Regions from separate parts of the Pan troglodytes genome. Here region 2 is linked to region 1. The links are chromatin contacts, called in public HiChIP or PLAC-seq maps. All regions are on one chromosome and are shown on one strand. The core of a region is the stretch at or near the end of the contact, and the rest is flanking DNA. Distances in the headings are between cores, read along the strand shown. Region 1 holds the start of ZNF626 (zinc finger protein 626). Region 2 holds the start of LOC455890 (zinc finger protein 85).

Region 1 (2,812 bases), core at 35-2,534:
TCCACATCAGAGTTATTCACTTGGTTTTTGAAACTAAGTGTTAGAAAATCCAGTGAAATTACTCACAGTGTTTACATAAAGGAATTTTTAAGATGCTTACTTTTTTTTTCTTTTTTTTGAGCCGGAGTCTCGCTTTGTCACGCAGGCTGGAGCGCGATGATTGGATCTCAGCTCACTGCAACTTCCGCCTCCCGGGTTCAAGCAATTCTCGTGCCTCAGCCTCCCAAGTGGCTGGTACTACAGGCACGTGCCAACACGCCGATAGTTTTCGTATTTTTAGTAGAGACGGGTTTCGCCACGTTGGCCAGGCTGGTCTAGAACTCCTGACCACGTGATCCACCCGCCTCAGCCTCCGAAGTGCTGGGATTACAGGCTTGAGCCACCGCGCCCAGCCAGGAAGGGGTTTTGAACCCTAATGCAGTTCCTGTTTTTGTTTCCATCCCCTATTGGCTGGGATCAGACCGCACAATCTAAGCTGATCCCGGTAAGCTTAGACCCAAACTTTTTCCAAATAAAGTAAATGCGCGATTTGCGAGAAAAGGAAAAGGGGGTAGGTAGAAGAAGAGGTAGGGTTGATTTACAACTTTTACAACTTATGACCAGAAAGTTGAGTCATTTAAAAGGAACTTAGTTGTCCTAACACCTCTTTATCTCAAGTGATCCGCCCGCCTCGGCCTCCCAAAACGTTGGGATTACAGGCGTGAGCCACAGCGTCCGGCCCCATAAATTTTTAATAGGAGAAAAGAGAAACTGTCAACCCAAAGGAACAAAGCTCTTCCCATTCATGAACCCGCACCCCGAGTCAGGATTCTCCCCTGCCCACCCTCCCCTGGTCCCTGAACAATCTGGGAGAGACGCCACGCTGCGGGTGCAGAGCTGCCCAGAGAGGGCTCCAGGCCAGGGTAGTCACCGCGCAGTGAAGAGACAAGACGCCCGGGGGCCGGCTGTCAGCGCAGCTGCCATTTTATGGCTGAACAGGACTGAGGCCGAGCTGAGCAAGGAGAACTGGGGGAGCAGACTGTGGAGCTGACTGCGGGGAGGCCTGAGTCCCGCCACAGCCACTTTTCACCGGTTCCAACCAGTCCCTCTCCTCTCTCGGGATGTCGGACCCTCACTCTCACCATTTTTGGCTTTCAGGAGGTCCCGGTGTCTTAGCTGTGGATCTCCCAATACCTGCAGGACACGGGGCCACAGAGCCTGTGCCTTTAAGAGCAGTAAGAACCAGACCTGGAGCTCTGACTGCAGCGAGAGACAAAGGCCGCACCAAACCCGGAAACCGTCCTCTTCGCTCCAGCTGCGTTCCTGATTGGATGGTTTCCAGCCCACCATCCCTGATTGGATAATGCTTAAGGCCCCGCCCCCTGAGGCCCTGAGTGACAGTAGATGTGATCAGACGCTGAGCTGAGTGAAGAAAGAGTGACAGCCTAAGCTGCAGCCTTTTCAGGCAGGGCTTCCTTCCTGAGCTGAGCCAGGCCCACCCCAGAGCATGGGAGAATTCTATCTTTTCTTTACTCTCTCTCTTTTTGAATGTATTCGAAAGGTGAACAGAAGTATTTTGCTCTCATATTAATAATACATAAAATTTTTGTTCAAGAGAAAATCAACTTTTACTTTGGCAATAATGTATTATCAATACTAAAGGTAATTTTGATAAAACCTTATAAGAAATCAAATTTGTCATTTTTGACCTCTCGAGATTTACATACATATTTTGTAATCTAATGTAATTTTTTAACTTTTTATATTTTATTTTTATCTACATTCTTTTTATTTTTTCAATTTGAAACAACCTTTAAGTAATTTCAAACTGTTACAGGAGACAAATCATTTAGGGCCAGTCCGCTGGTGCACGCTTGTAATCCAAGCACTTTGGGAGGCCAAAGTGGGTGGATCACTTCAGGTCAGGAGTTCAAGACCAGCCTGGCCAACATGTTGAACCTCATCTCTAGTAAAAACACAAAAAATTAGCCAGGTGTGGTGGTACACACCTGTAGTCCCAGGTGCTACGGCGGCTGAAGCAGGGGAATCGCTTGAACCCAGGAGGCGGAGGTTGTGTAACAGCCTAAGGGCTTCATCTTGCCTAGACAGAGATGATTCATCAAGACAGGGGAATTTGTGGAGGAAAAGTTAAATATTAAATTTGAACTCAGTTGAACATGGACACAAACAATGGTCACCAAGTCCTGGAACAGGTTATGTGAGCCCCTTGAGGCATTCACCTGCCGACCTTCCCCTGGTCCCTGCACAATCTGGGAGAGACGCCATGCTGCAGGTGCAGAGCTGCCCAAAGTGGGCTCCAGGCCAGGGCACAGTCACAGCGCAGTGAAGAGGCAGGACTTCTGGGGGCCTGGCTGTCAGCGCAGCTGCCATCTTCTGGCTGAATGGGACTGAGGCCAAGCTGGGCAAAGAGAACTGGGCGCAGATTGTTTTGGAGAAATCTCTATTTTAATCTATTCCTATACGTTAGTTATTGAAAAACAATAGCCAATCGCAAAAAAAACAAGTTGACTTTTTTGTGTTCCTTGAGCCCAGTTGCAAAGAGCCCAGTTGCAACTGGGCCTCATGCCAAACAACTTGTTACAAAAAGAGCTAGGATCCCAGACTGCACCAAAGCTCCAAAGACCTCTCCTTGTCTGTGCAGGGATGGGTGGCCGACTCTGGAGCCCAGGCTGTTGCTTCCTGGTCTGCTGATGAATCCTCCATAGTCTGGTGAGTGTAAAGATATATATTTTTTCTCTTCTCCCCTTCCCATTGCAATGCTCTTATTATATCAATTTGCTTATTATATATGCATTGCCATTTACCTGGGATA
Region 2 (2,700 bases), core at 156-2,655, 220 kb before region 1:
TGGCATTTGGGAATGTCAATGACACTGGAAATTTAGTATTTTACTGTAAATCAGAGTTAATCTGGAAGAACAGGGAGTAAGAAGTAGACTTGAGACCCTGCTTGGGACATATGTGAAAAATGCAGGGGAAAAGAAGTCCCCTGTGGACTGTGAAAATAATTCAGTGGGCAATTAGACTGAGGTGGCTCTAGTCCCTGGGGTCCTCCTTTTTAAAAAAATCTAACTAAAATTTCATTTTTTAGTAAATTACCACATCGGGGAAAACAAAATTCAGGCTTAACCAACTATAAACTGCCAATTAAATTCTGGTCACATAACCAGAAAATTGCCAACACGATCGTACAAATTAAGAGACTATATAACTGTACCTAACCAATTACTAATTTGATTTTTTTATCATGCACCTTATAAGTCTTTTATTCAAGCTCCTCCCATGGACCACAAACTACAAACCATAGCTGAGTGCTCTACAATACTTGAACCACTTTTTAAGTTCTTTAATATTTTTGCGGTGACTCCTATACATTTTTTTTTTTTTTTTTGAGACGGAGTTTCACTCTCATTGCCCAGGCTGGAGTGCAGTGGCGCGATCTAGGCTCACTGCAACCTCCGCCTCCCGGGTTCAAGCGATTCTCCTGCCTCAAACTACTGAGTAGCTGGGATTGCAGGCGCGCGCCACGACGCCCGGCTAATTTTTGTATTTTTAAAAATTGAGACGGGGTTTCACCATGTTGGCCAGGATGGTCTTGAACTCCTGACCTCAGATGATCCGCCCGCCTCGGCTTCCCAAAGTGCTGAAATTACAGGCGTGAGCCACCACGCCCGTCCCCCCATACATTTTTAACAGAAAAAAAGAGGAACCGGGAACCCCACAGCCCAAAGCTCTTTCCTTTCATGAACCCGCACCCCGAGTCAGGATTCTCCCCTGACAACCCTCCCGTGGTCCCTGCTCAATCTGGGAGAGACGCGGTGCTGCGAATGCAGAGCTGCCCAGAGAGGGCTCCAGTCCAGGGCACAGTCACTGCGCAGGGAAGAAACAGGACGCCCGGGCCGGCTGTCAGCGCAGCCGCCATCTTATGGCTGGAGGAACTGGGGCCGAGCTGGGCAAAAAGAACTGGAGCGCAGATGGTGGAGCTGACTACAGGGAGGCCTGAGTCCCGCCACAGCCGCTTCCCACCGGTTTCAACCAACCCCTTTCCCCCTCGGGATGGCGGACCCGGCACTCTCACCATTTCTAGGCTTCCCGGGGGTCCCGGCGTCTTAGCTGTGGATCTCCCAATACCTGCAGGCCACAGGGCCACAGAGGCTGGGCGTCCACGAGCAGAAAACACAGGGCAGGGAAAACAAGACCTAGCGCTCAGGCTGCAGCGAGAGACAAAGGCCCCGCCACATCCTGGAAGCCGCCCTATCCGCTCCAGCTGCGTTCCTGATTGGACGGTTCCCAGCCCAGCGTCTCTGATTGGATGATATTTAAGGCACCTTCTTTTCAGGCCCTGAGTGACAGAAGATGTGATCAGATGCTGGGCTGAAAGAAGAGCGAGTGACAGCCTAGGCTGCAGCCTTTTCAGACAGGGCTTCCTTCCTGAGCTGAGCCAGGCTCACACCAGAGAGTATTTGCCCTTACCTTGTGTATCAATTTATATGCATTCAAAAATAATATATTATATGGCTATTCACAAATGAACAAAGTATAACAACAATTGTTCTAAAATTTTAGATTTTATGACCTTCCTGTATTCTGGTCCTTTGAACAGGCAATCCTCTGAAATAAAATGTGAGTCACAGGTGAATTTTAAATTTTCTAGTAGCCAAACTTTAAAAAGAAAGAAGAAACAAGTGGAATTGATTGTAGCAATTTATTTAACCCAATATATTCAAAATATTTTCATTTTAATATGTGAGCAATATGTAATTATTAATGAAATATAAATACATTTGAAACAAAATCTTTGAAACTAATTCTGTATTTTACCTTTCTAGCACATCGCAGTTCAGACCAGCCACATTCCAGGCACCCAGGAGCCACACATGGCCAATAGCTGCCACATTGAAGTACAGCTGTGATGTCAGTGGGGGTGGAGGGCCTGAACACCCCTTTTCTGCCACAGGTGAGGGGACAGCCTCTATTTATCAACGTCTCTTTTCAGTTCCGAGGGTGAAACAAATAGTGGCTATAGAAAAAGCTGATGGCAGCAGGAATAAATCACAGGTAAACCACTGCTTACCACCTGTTGCCCATCTTTCTTTCAGAGATCAGACAGTGAACAAAGGATGATGGGCCACAGGAGAAAAAAAACTATGTCTTCAGATCTGTTCACAGTCTTGACCTTTAATGTTTACATAGGAAGAAAATAGATTAAAGGCAAACTTATTTTGCTATTTGACCTCGACTCTAATGTTCAGGCTGTGGTTACCTGTTTTCTTCTGTGGTGTGGGAAACTGAGTGAATATAAGCACAATCACATGCATACATGTCCACATGTATTTTGGCATTTCTTTTTTTTGAGATGGAGTTTCACTCTTGTTGCCCAGGCTAAAGCGCAATGGTGTGGTCTTGGCTCACTGCAACCTCTGCCTCCTGGGTTCAAGCAATTCTCCTACCTCAGCCTCCCGAGTAGCTGGGATTACAGGCATGCACTACCACGCCCGGCTAATTTTTTGTACTTTTAGTAGAGACGAGATTTCTCCATGTTGGTCAGG

The links. HiChIP or PLAC-seq counts read pairs in DNA pulled down with a chosen protein or histone mark.
Region 2: an H3K4me3 HiChIP or PLAC-seq map of stem cell-derived excitatory neurons shows a contact between it and region 1, with 2.4 times the contacts expected there. The contact joins the promoter of LOC455890 here to the promoter of ZNF626 in region 1. A contact is called at or near these places in 1 of 7 Hi-C or Micro-C datasets (stem cell-derived neural progenitor cells) and 1 of 1 datasets of contacts at active chromatin or transcription factors (stem cell-derived excitatory neurons).

The regions. Positions count from the first base shown.
Region 1 is chr20:23,109,553-23,112,364 of NHGRI_mPanTro3-v2.0_pri, reverse strand. ZNF626 (zinc finger protein 626) reads right to left here and starts at 1,284. Exons shown (of 4, transcript XM_016937098.3): 1 at 1,122-1,284. The coding sequence starts at 1,124.
Region 2 is chr20:23,334,072-23,336,771 of NHGRI_mPanTro3-v2.0_pri, reverse strand. LOC455890 (zinc finger protein 85) reads right to left here and starts at 1,405. Exons shown (of 6, transcript XM_024351790.3): 1 at 1,230-1,405. The coding sequence starts at 1,232.